Regions from separate parts of the Rattus norvegicus genome. Here region 2 is linked to region 1. Evidence: chromatin contacts called from public Hi-C data. All regions are on one chromosome and are shown on one strand. The core of a region is the stretch at or near the end of the contact, and the rest is flanking DNA. Distances in the headings are between cores, read along the strand shown.

The links. A called contact is a pair of places that touch in the nucleus more often than the background predicts.
Region 2: a Hi-C map of frontal cortex shows a contact between it and region 1, with 1.6 times the contacts expected there. The contact joins two enhancer-like sites.

What each region holds. Positions count from the first base shown.
Region 1 is chr18:50,996,411-51,002,413 of GRCr8, forward strand. It overlaps LOC102546473 (a long non-coding RNA gene), which reads left to right. Exons shown (of 5, transcript XR_005496217.2): 4 at 2,550-2,639. Among named protein-coding and RNA genes, the nearest start is that of Zfp608, 390 kb to the left of the region's middle. Within about 2 kb of position 3,336, at least 32 of the 93 cell types and tissues checked have an H3K27ac peak or open chromatin away from gene starts, as enhancers often do.
Region 2 is chr18:51,300,344-51,306,346 of GRCr8, forward strand. No RefSeq gene overlaps it. Among named protein-coding and RNA genes, the nearest start is that of Zfp608, 690 kb to the left of the region's middle. Within about 2 kb of position 3,643, at least 27 of the 93 cell types and tissues checked have an H3K27ac peak or open chromatin away from gene starts, as enhancers often do.

The DNA.
Region 1 (6,003 bases), core at 2,086-4,585:
ATAATTATCTTGTAGGATGAGGTTACAAATATCACAATATTAAAAGGTCACTCCAAAGCTGCTGGCAGGACTACATGCACAGCTATTTGCCAGCTCTAATCGCTCTCACCCACCATCACGATTGTATTTAGGCGGCCATTTGACATTCTCGGATAGATAATGGTCTGGCCTATTAGAGCACTGCCTATATGTGTTCTTGACATACACAAAAGCTGTGTGTTTTCGTAATGTGTATAAGCACTTCAGACGGTAAGCTGTGCGCATTGCACGGAGCAGATGGCAGCTCTTATCACAGATAAAAGCACATATATATGTTTCTGTAACTACACTCTCAGAGGGAACGAACGGGTAAGAGAAGAGTTCCCTCCACATCGCAGCTTACATTACCCATCTACTTAGGCAGCAAACAGCATATGTTTTACTGCTTTGGAAAGGCGGTACTGGAGGGGGAAATAGGCTTAAAACAAACTCAAAGATAACCTGATGAACGAATATGAAATACAGTATGGTATGGACTGACAGGCTGTTCGGGGAGGGTGGGGTGCTCTTCATTAAGCCTTCTTCTCCAAGGCTGTCAGAGAGAAAATATAAGATTCCTTGTAAATCAGCTTCCACATTTTAAAAAAATGTTTTTAAAATTATAAGTGAATCCCAAATTTTGCATGTCTAGTGCAATGACTTTGATATTTTTCTGTATGAAAACAACTTGAACTGTTTATTGGAGTGATTAGAATTATCCATATATATATGTATATATATGTTACATAGTTACATACTTGTATACACACATAAGTCATTAAGTCTCATGACAGTAAACAGTTTTCATCTGGCACTACTAAAGTCTTTAACCAATGCTCCCACTAGTGTGAGTGAAAGGAAACGGTCTTCCCAGGCATCTCTGTTTTGAAAGGACATGGTTTTTATGAACATAACCACCTTGGATGGGGAGAATCTCTCAGAAACATATACTCACGATGAGAGCGGGTATGGAGAACTCGGAGCCCAACTCTCCCTACACTGCGTCTTAGATTCTGGTGTGGGACCATCTGGGTAATTGTTTTACATTAGCTATGTAAAGGTAGCTTTTTATTTCATTTATGAGTTTAGATTACTACCTTGGACTAAGATCTATTGATGCTCATAAACGGAGAGACAGCTTTAAGCACCCCACACGTACACATTTGTATTCTGGTGAGTCAGTAATCAACTGGAAGGTTAAATGGAGTTCAGATAATTTTTTTTTCTGGCTTTGGCTTTTGTCTCGTGTCTTTCAGCAAAATAGAATGAAGATGTCTCTATTTTACACCAAAAGATTCAATTACTTTTCAAATGCTGGATAAACATCTACAGATGAAGGGGTCTAACAAATGTATTTTTGTTCTGCACAAACTTTTGTGACACTTTTCCCTTCTCTCTTCAAGAACAGAGAATAGATAGAAGCCTGTATTTTAAGCAGGGCTCCTGTATCCCAGCTCAGGAACAGCCGCCAGGCAGCCAGCCAATCTCCGCAGCCCACTGAAACTCCGATTCCATCTGCTGCAGCAACACAATATATTGCACTGCAGGTCAAAAGCAGGGAGTCGGCAGTGTTAACATCACACTAATCTGTACAGACATTTGCACTGGGCTAGATAGGCTAATGTTACATGGGCTTTCAAAGCTTCAAGGCTAAGGAGCAGTGGTAATTGTCTCGGGAAGATAGAAGAGGCTAGATTCTAACAGAGGATATTCCAAGATAGCGAAGATGGATGAAATTGAAGAATGAGAAAAGAAATATCCTTTAAAAGGGACATGTAATTTGCTAGCTTGTTAAGCATTTATTTCAAACGCACCACTGGATCATATGTTTAGAAATTAGAAGCCTTTGTTTTCCTGATTCTTTTTCTTTTCTTTTCTTTTCTTTTCTTTTCTTTTCTTTTCTTTTCTTTTCTTTCTTTCTTTCTTTTTCTCTGTCCTCTGGTCTTAAGCACATACACTTGCATAAATGTTTATACCTAGAGACAGAGAAACAGACAAGCAGAGAAACAAAGAGAACACTTCCAAGATTGCTACATGATCAATACAACTGTAATTGTTATTAAAAATGACGTAGACAGAAATAAAGAGATAGCTTGCTTTCAAACACCAATGTTTGAAAAACATTGAATCCCTGACCCCTTGGAAGACAGTGTTATACAGAAATGAGCATGTGACCTGAACCTTGTGCCCCTCTCCACCCATATTTACCATTCATAGACAGCTCACAGAGTTTTGAGAAATACTGCTACATTGTCAATTGCATTTCAGACAGAACCAACCAAGGAGTTTATTGTAGACCTTCTAGGAAAAATACACCAAAGGAAATTACTGTAGAGGCAAATGAATATACACAATGGAAAGTTAAGCCAATGGAATTGTCTTTTTCATTTTCAGAGGTTCATTTGGGAGGGCGAGAAAAGGGTAATTTAAGATTCACGCCTTTAGGCACATCAGAAACCATTAACAACTACATTTCAGGACACTGTAATGTATAAAAATTCAATTTAGACTGTTTGACTTTCTTTTTGCAGGAGAGAGAAAAATGTTTGTCTCAGAGTGAACTCCTTGAAAAGCCTGCACAATTACGAAGTATGAAGCTATGATTTTCCTGTAATTTGAAGGTACACATAGCTGAAATTTAAAAAAAAAGCTGCAGTAGACAGACATAGATGGTCTCTATAATTTAAGAACCAGTGAAATCTGCCTAATTTCAGTTTTTCTTGCTTTATAAAGTCAGAACCAAGGGTTCTATATTATAAAGTTTTTACTTCTTTTTCCTTTTTAAACTCAACTATAAAAGCTGTTTGGAAATCTGTATAACCATCAAAATATTCAATCTCAGAAAATAAGAGAAAATTTGGCAAGCTTTTTTTATTGTTCTGGCTTAACATGGCCTCTCTATATTCCTTGTCATAAAATCTAGGTCATAAAAGGTACTAAAATTGCATAGACTAGAAGACTTCTCCTGGCCCCATCCTTTTCTATAGCCTTCAAACTAAATGAAAATTCACAGAGTACGGATTAATGAATATGCATGAGTCTTCATGCATTGACATACATATGATTTCTCATCTACAAAGAACGTTTGGAAGACTTGTTATCTGACCAGAAAAGCCTGTAGTAAGTTGAGATAAAGGAGACTGACTCCAATCCCTTCAGCCTCTGCCATTGCTTTATATTCTAATCACTGTGCTAAGCATCTGTCCCCGGCAGGCAGCCTGTTCAATCTAGCAGATAACGAATGCAGCGGATGGATGGATGGTGGCTGGGCTGGCCTTTCCCCACATGCACGTGAGGAGCCACTGTTCCATTTCTCTGATTACATGGGCAGCGGGGAAGCGTTCTCAGAGCTGTAATTGCCTCCGTTATGAAACATCTTCACCTGTTAGCCAAAGCTAAGTTGAATCACAGCAGAAATTATTAACAGTGGCTGTTTTCAAGCCAGCTTAATTTGAGCTGATGCTGCTGTTCACTTAACACAGATGAATAGGTGTGCAGGACGAGAGTCTAAGTGGAGATGACACACCAATGAATATTTGCTCACAGTCCTGCTGTGGGGAGCTGGCTTCCACAACAACAGACAATTGTTAAAAGCTAAAGGCTGGGGGAACGTTGGAGCTTTGGACAGGACCTACTCTGTAAGAATTTTCTCTGTGCTCATGAGTACTTCCTGGCTAGTGGCAGCTTTTGACAGCTGAATCATTTTTTCAATTAGTTTCCACAATTCTTGGCAAAGACAAAATAATCTCTCTCTCTCTTTGTGTGTGTGTGTGTGTGTGTGTGTGTGTGTGTGTGTGTGTGTGTGTGTGTGTGGTTTGGGGAGTGCTGCTTTGCTTCCAATATGGCCAGAAACACAGCCCCGCCTTTTTTTTTTCAGAGAGCCGAGCAAGCATTAAAATTTAATGGTCTGCTTTCATTTTCTCTGCAGTATGCTTCAAGATGATTATAAATTACAGCATTCTGCTTACTTTTGATGGAATAAGTCATGTATCAGCATTTGATTTAGAAGCTATGTGTGCTTGACATATGAAGCACATCTTGCAGATGTGATTTATCACACAGCTCTTTTGTGTTTGTTTCAGAAGAAAACGACAGCACAGGAGGTTTGGCATGGTGACAGTGACAGCCATCCCATGGGTGGGGCTGGGGCTGTAGCTTTAGAGTATCGATTTCCCAGTGCCACAGTCATCTGGACATAGTGCTGTTTTATTAATACTATTAATATTAAAGACTCCTGGAATCCTCATGTTTGTCCTTCATGCTTGTTGTTGTCCTCAAACGTCTGTGCTATTTGTGTGTTGAAGTTCATGGGGAAAAATGAGCAAGGCATTACTTGAGAGGCGAATCACTTTACCAAGATGGATGGGATAGCACAGGGCAAGACATTCTCCCGTAACCAGCTCAGGAAGTCATTGTCTGATGCAATGCAGTTGGCTCAAAGAAGAAAGGGAACTTGCGGTTTGAGACCAAAGGGACAGATATCATAAGCTTCTGCCTGAGTCTTTGTCTGGTGCCTTGTTTGCCTCTGAGTTTATATTCATTGGGGAACTATAGCATGGCCAGTGTGTTCATTGCACTATCTCTTTACCAACTAGCTCTGATGGCACTGACTGAACCAGTCGTATATGAAATATACTAGTTATCAATCATGTGGTTAAGCAATCTGTTGGGCTGAGTTTGATTTATCAAGTCTTACCAATGACTCAAAGAGAACTGTGGAGATTCCACACATTAGCTCAAACTCATACTTCCCAGTGTGAGTTTAATTTGACCACACATTCCCCTTCTTTGCCCATTACTCCCTTCCTCTAAAGCCAAAGGTAAACCACCCTTTCCTGTGTGACTTACCTTTGTCTTCAGCATTTTCCAGTTGACTTGTGACCTCACTTTACAACTTCCGAGATTTGTGACACAGTGCTCTAGATATATGTACTGTTTCTCTTTCCCCATAGATTATCCTTTAAAGCCAAACTCTTCATCACTCCCTTTGTTTCTAGTATTATAGCCCAACACTCATTTTTGGGGTGGAATAATGCTAAATGAATAAACGTATAAATGAATAGTCATTTAACGTTTTGAAAAGTGAGACAGTACAAAACACTGGAAGATACTCCCTGTGTTTTGACTTATTATATGGAAACTAGAAATCCCAGCGTTTAGTTGGGTACATATTTTCCAGAAAAACAAAAGACTTTCTCAGCCAAGTTGAAGGTGGGTGTGGTCAGTTTCTACATCTGATCATGCAATGTAGTAAGGCATCACTAGACTCAGTCATTTTAGGATGGTATGGTAATTCTGGCAGTGTTTTTATCATGGCTGAAGGGAGGCTGCACTGGGGGAATGCCAGGCTTCATTTTGTATGTCAACATGTTCTTGGGTACGAAAACCTTGACTAACAAGGACATGAGATAGAGATGAAAATCTTGACTAACAGACATGAGATAGAAACAGCCAAACTACAACAGCCTTAGCTGGAACATTTCCTCTACTTCCTTGAATTCACAAAGAGAAAAAATTCCAAGGGTAAACCATAAGTCCTTAGCACAGTTTAGCAGTGGGATGGATTGATGCATACTTGTGGCAAAATGAGAATAATGTATCCCTTGTTCAAAAGCTAGAATGCATTCTAAGCTAGCCACAGCAGAGAGCAAAAGCAAGCATCAATGGTCCCTAGCTGATGGAGCCGATCTTGCTTACAGGGCTTGATATACAAGTCCTGGCAAATCTTGTTTAAGCTTACTTTGAACTCAGTCTCTCATTACCTACCAATGTGGGCCATAGTGACCTTCTGCATGTCTGGGACAGATGCCTTGGGGTCTTAGATCAGGAAACCTGTGTCAAGTGGCTGTAGTGCTCCTACTTCCTGAGCTGGCTTCTCTACATTTCTGAAGCCACAAAAGTCCTCCTAGCTTTAAAAAAGTCTTCTTTCTTCTATTAGTTCCCTCTGTAGCACATTTATTTGGGCCACTTTTATTGCTTCTCTTT
Region 2 (6,003 bases), core at 2,393-4,892, 300 kb after region 1:
AGCAATGTGAGTCATGATGAAGGTATTTGGGCCTTTGGGCTAGTGAAAGGAAGGTTAAGTCTTCCCAAAAAGCTTACCTCATATGAGGGATTAAAAAGTTCCATTAAAAGTATAGTTTTAGCTTAGCCTTGAAGCTAAGACATTGACCTTAACTTCATTGCAAGATTTTCTTGGTGTCTTCCTTAGTCATAAATCTCTTAACTAATTTTAGAAACCTTCAGCAATGCTCTAAATCTGGAGGAGGAGAGATGGGGTGGAGGGATCCATGAAAATGATTGGGCACAGGGCACAGGGCACAAAGCACAAGGAGAAACTCTGTGCCTGCCTTAGCTGGTTTTCAGAACCCTAGGTGTAGCCAGATTTTGGGAACCCCTCAGAATAAGTCCCTTCTGATTCTTTTTTCCCATGTCTTCTTATGTTGTGATAAAAATTAAAAAGGAGCATTTGCTGTTGACTCCCTTGAGCCGGATCCACTTGCTCCAGCTGCTGCTCTGCCATGCGGTCCACAAGCCACCCTCTCCTGGCTGTCCCCCTTTCAAGGACTCTCTGCGATGTCTGCTAGGGAGTAGCTACAACGACTGGCACACACACACACACACACACACACACACACACACACACACACACACACATATCTCATTTTACCGGCCCTGCCTGTTCTCACTCCAAGAGCATGCTCCACCTGCCCCTCAGCCATTTCTTTCACACTGTCCTCTTTAGCCTGCTAAAGTCAAAGGTCCAGAAACTTTTAATTTAGCAATTAGATTTCCATGTTAAGTTCTCAATCCACAATTCACCCACACAATAAATCCCCTGACAATTGATAAAGACATAAACCGCCCACCTAGACAACATAAAATGATCTAGTTCAACTACATCTGAACCATCCTTCTCCCTAGACTCCATCTTGATCTCTAGTTTCTCCTCCTCCTCCTCCTCCTCTCTCCTTCCTAGACTTTCCCCTGCCTACCCTTCCTTCCCATCCAACGATAGGCTACTCCTTATCCTGGACCCGCCTTGCTGCGTAATGACATCATCCTACATTCTTATGCACTAGAGGAGCTTGTGGGTAGTAAGAATACCATAGTTTTGGTGTGGATCTAGCAAAGTCTGAAGCAGAGAAGAACTAAGTTGCCATACATAAATTCTCCACAGTGTTCTTTCTCAGGACACTCGCTATAATGCTTTGGACAGGGAGCTATTTGCTATTAGTGGGAAATCTCTGTGCATTACTCTTCATTAGGTTACCATGACACTGCCCCTCCAACATGGACCTTCTAGCTCCTTATACCAAAAACAATCCAGCTCCAAGGCTCAGCATCTCCCACCTTTTCTCTGTTGGTAATCATTTATCCCATTATAATCCAACATGTCTGTTGTTACATTTATGTGCAGACACAAATGCTTCTTGAGAAAAGTGCATATCATAGGAATAGTGTAATGGTTCTCCACAAACCCATTGTTTAGCTTCCAAAATTATAATCAATGAAGCAGTCTTTCAAAAAGTCATTCAAACATACTTCCTTGTTCATTCACGAAACATTGGTGACTATATGTTCCATGAGTTCATAAGCCATGCTCTAGTAGCCTGTCACAAAGCAAGAAATGTTTACCTCAAAATCATTCTCTGATTTTGATATCACCTAACATCGAACAGTGGTGTCTCTTGTTAAAGAGAGAAAATACACCAAACCAGGTAGAGAGACGTTTTTTTCTTTGGCAGGGCACTATCCAGGGAGGGCAGCAGCTCTTGTCCTCTTCTTGTTTGAACATACAACCTTTAGATCTGTTCATACTAGCAGGTCTATGTACACTGAAAACCCTGACCACTGCCCAACATTAAGCCATACCTTTTCTAACACTGCTTCTGTCCAGATTTACAATTAAACATTCCGGCCCACAGAAGAAGCTCAAGGCTCACCAGAAGCTATAAAGTCTTCTTGAAGCCCTTACATCCTCATCTGCTCTGGTCCCAACCCTTGCTACTTATCTATCACCTTGTGTTTGCTTACTGTATATCTCTCAATCTCATAAGATTAAAAGGATGGGTCATAAGCCATTTATTATCAAACTACCCAGACTTCAATGCACACACGGCAGCTAATGTGGATCCTGAACCTCTAGTTAATGACTGTAATCTTTCTAGTACTCCTTGACATCAAGACAGAAACATGTTTAAAAATGTGTTGCTTGAATACAGTCATGTAACTGCTTCCTGTTACCTAACTCTGAGCATTGTTATTGTCGGCCAAAAACCTAGCCTCTTTCTTTTGCAGTCCACCACACTGGTGTTCTCCAGTCCTCTTATGGAGAATCGCAAATGGACTCAGCCGGTTGTCAGTTCATGGCCCAGCATATGCTGCTCCCTCTGTGCCTTCACTCACTTTATCCCCCTCCCTCTTCTCTCCGTCAAGCCTCCTTGTCCTTTCTGGGTCCCCCTGCTGAAAGGAAAAACCACAGATCTGATAGCGCCCCACGCCCCACCCCCCTCAGCAGGCTCTCAAAGTCTCATCCTGAGCTTCCAATTTCTCCTCTTGCACAAGCTTTGAAGGTAGGGAACCCTTTCCTGCTGGGGGTTGACTGTTTTTGAGCTAGACCACAGTCCTCTGAGGCCTGCTGTTTCTTCACCACGCCAATCCCACACAAAGCAGAGTTTTTCAGGAATGGGCTCAAATACCATTAACTGGCACTCCCAAGAGCAGGTTTTTGTTTGTCCCCTTGCTTGCTTTGTTTTTGAGATAGTGACTTCTTTCACAAAAGGAAGAAAGATTCGCTGCCCTGTCAATTGCTGTTGCTTACCACACAGCACATAATGAATTTCTAAGTTTCTTTTCTCCAGTGTTTCAGGCCACTTAGACTAATGCAAGAAACTGTATCTTTCTGGCCTTTGTTTCAATTGCAATAATGGGGGTGGGGGGAGGCAGAAGGAAAGAAATGCAAAAATCTATAGCTGCTAGGTTGCTTCTCCAAATCAAATATCTGTTCTTTTTCTCTGAGGCGAGTGTAAGAAAAAATACTCAGGGCTGGCAAGGGGCAAGTGTGCCCGTCGAATGTATCTTTTTGTCAGCTGTCAGCTGTCTGGGCTGAGCTGCACACCCTTTACTGCAGATGAATGCTCTTCCAGTCTACAGAAAGCCTGGGTGGCTCCGGGTGGGCTGTAGGCCTTTCAAAGGCACGCTTCTTCCCTGTCTCAGTCTGTGTTGTTGAAGTGCCTATTTTCAATTTGCAGTTGTGCTGGGAAAACGTTTTGATTCTTGATTTAGAATGTGCACTCCCAGAAGGTTCCAAGAGGGTTTCAGGCAAAGAGATAAAGCTTGTCTCTTTATGCTTCTTTACCGCGTGTGCTCTGTGGCAATAATACATACCCCACACTGTGCTTAAATCCCTGGTTTTGTGAAAGCCAGCCCAATTCCTATTTGGTGGGTCTTTTGACATGCAAGTACCTTCCCCTTCGGAGGGAGGGAAGCTGGATTCTTCACTGTCTCTCATCTTCTCTTTGTTTCTCAAGCCTAACACAGGAGTCTTTGGGAGACTGTTGTGAAAGGCATAGGAGAAACTGAAGGAACACGGAGAAATCCTACTGTAAACAGGATACCTGACACTGCCTGCTGCCGGAAGGAGCCATTTTTTCGTAAACATAATAGGGCTCATGTTCTATGCCCGGAGCAGGGCTGAAATAGATACCCAGGCACCAGCTAGCTGAGTCCCAAATTACCGTGGCCAAACGCCGTCTCTCTATCTCCCCCTGCTAATGAAATCTGCAAATAAGCCAAACCCAAGATAGCTACTGAGAGTGTAAAAGCCTGCCGAGCCTGCTGAGCGGAGAGCACACAGTCAGAAGCTGTCTGCAGCCAGAGGAATTCCATCTTACTTTGGAAACAGCCTTCCATCTAGCAAAAGACTAAAAGAGGTTTTAAAAAAAAAAGTACGCTCCGTTGCCAGAACGTATCTCCATCGTGTTAGCGAAGTGCCACAGACTTGTTGGAGAGGAGATTCTATATTTATGCAGAACATTGCCATCTAGATGAGGGCATTTGCTAGTTTTTATTTCATAACACCACCAGCACCATCCCCCATAGTCAAACTCGCTGGATTGAATTTCAAAACTGAGCGTTCATTTTGGTGGCAGTGGGAGGTGGGGGGAATGGAAGGTTGTAGAGCATCAAATCAAAATCTAATGAAGTTTCTAATCAAATAAATAACCACTTGACATTTATTACCGTGCTTGGCAATCTGCAGAAATGCAATAGAGTAGATATGCCCAGAGCCCCATTTCCCATAGACTTACATTATGCTGCCACATAGAATTGAGCTGACATAAGCTCTTTAAGACCCACTAAAGCAGCAGATTTCACACAACTTGTTTAGATTCCCCCCCCCTCCTTTCTTCATGATCCCATATTCCCTGAATAACTCTATCCATTTTCTATGCCTTGTTCTTTTGAGAGGCCTGCTGGAGCCTGCCCTCCATGTCATTTTTGGCTATAACCCTGCAGTTTAAGTTTACCTTTGTTGTAAATTGCAACAGTAATTTATATGCTCCCCCCCCCCCAGCTTCCCCCTGTGGCCGAGGGGGTGGAGACACTCACAAGCTTTCCTTTCTGTTTCCTCAGTGAGCATTGGAGTCACCTAAATGCCAATTTCTGGCCCTGACTGACAGGAGCCCCAAATCCTTCCTCCTGGCACTCCTGCCCCCTGCCTCCTCTTCACCCCAGCACCATGGGAACAGGCGATTTCTTCCTTTCATTTTTGAGTCAGGGAAAAGAGTAATCAGCCAGGCACCTTGGAGCATGGGCCTTATTCTCCGCATGAAGGATTTGCTTTCTCTTGGAGCTGGGGGTGCAAGGCGGGTGCTCCTACCAGTTGTTACGTTCAACACTCTGGTGTGCAGTTGCTGGGTTGTTGAGGTGATGTCTTGGAATGTGATCCAATTAACGTTTCCTTCTTCTTTTAAAGGCATTGCGTCTCAGTGAGAAGTTGCGGGCCTCAAATATATTTTCAAAAACACAAAATAAAACACAGGATAGTCTTTTTTTTTCTGGCCTCCAAAACCTCTTCCCCTGGTACCATATTTGCCTCCAGTGTGCAGTGAGTAAAGCATGCCCTGTGTCAGGTACAGCCATGCATACAACAAGTTCACTGGATGCAGTTTAGCCTAAGGCAGTCACAGAGGAAAACCCCCTTTCTACCGCGCAAACCACGCAGATGTCTTTTGCCAGTGTGTTGAGGGGAGAGAAAAAAAAAACCAACCCTTTAACAAAGGGAGAGAAAGGCTCAGACTCCACATCTGTGTCCAGTTATTAGGGCTGCTGCAGTGTGGGGGAGAAAGATACATGCTGGCAAAGAATCTGCTTCTCCTTCCCCACTAGGCCTATGAACATCTCCAAAGCAGATCTTGTCACTTTAGCATTTATGTCTCCTTGTAGTTTTATGTAATCCTGATTCTCGTCCAAAGCTGAGGGATCTCAGTAGATGCTGGGGAAGAAAATGCAAAGAGCTGTGGTAAGAAGCAGGGCTTTAGCTCTGCACTGGTTACCTCTTGTCAGTGTGGTCCTTTCTTGATCCAGTGACAAAAGAATGGTATTTTCTTTGATTTTTCTTTCCCATATATCCAACAACTGCAGCAACACTTTCTCCTGAGAAATGATCTACTATCTTTATAAACAGTTCAACATAGCTTTTGCTGGGCAATTGTGAGAGAGGTGCTTACATCCAGGGGAAAAAAAAAGATGTTTCCCTGGGGTTTCACAGCCAGCATGGGAATAATAGCTTATTCCTTATGGTTTAGCATAAGAGCAATGCAATTCATTATAACTGCAATTTGGGGAGAATTTATAAGAAGAAAACAAGAAAGCTAGCCAGAGTGCACTGTATTAAACCCTCCATTCTTCCTGCAAAAGATCATTTGGAGATTCTCCAGCCTTTCTCTTTATTTCTCTTCCAAAAGGTCCTAATTTGCGAAGAAGGAAAATAGATCAAACAGACTCATGCGAGAACTTAGTG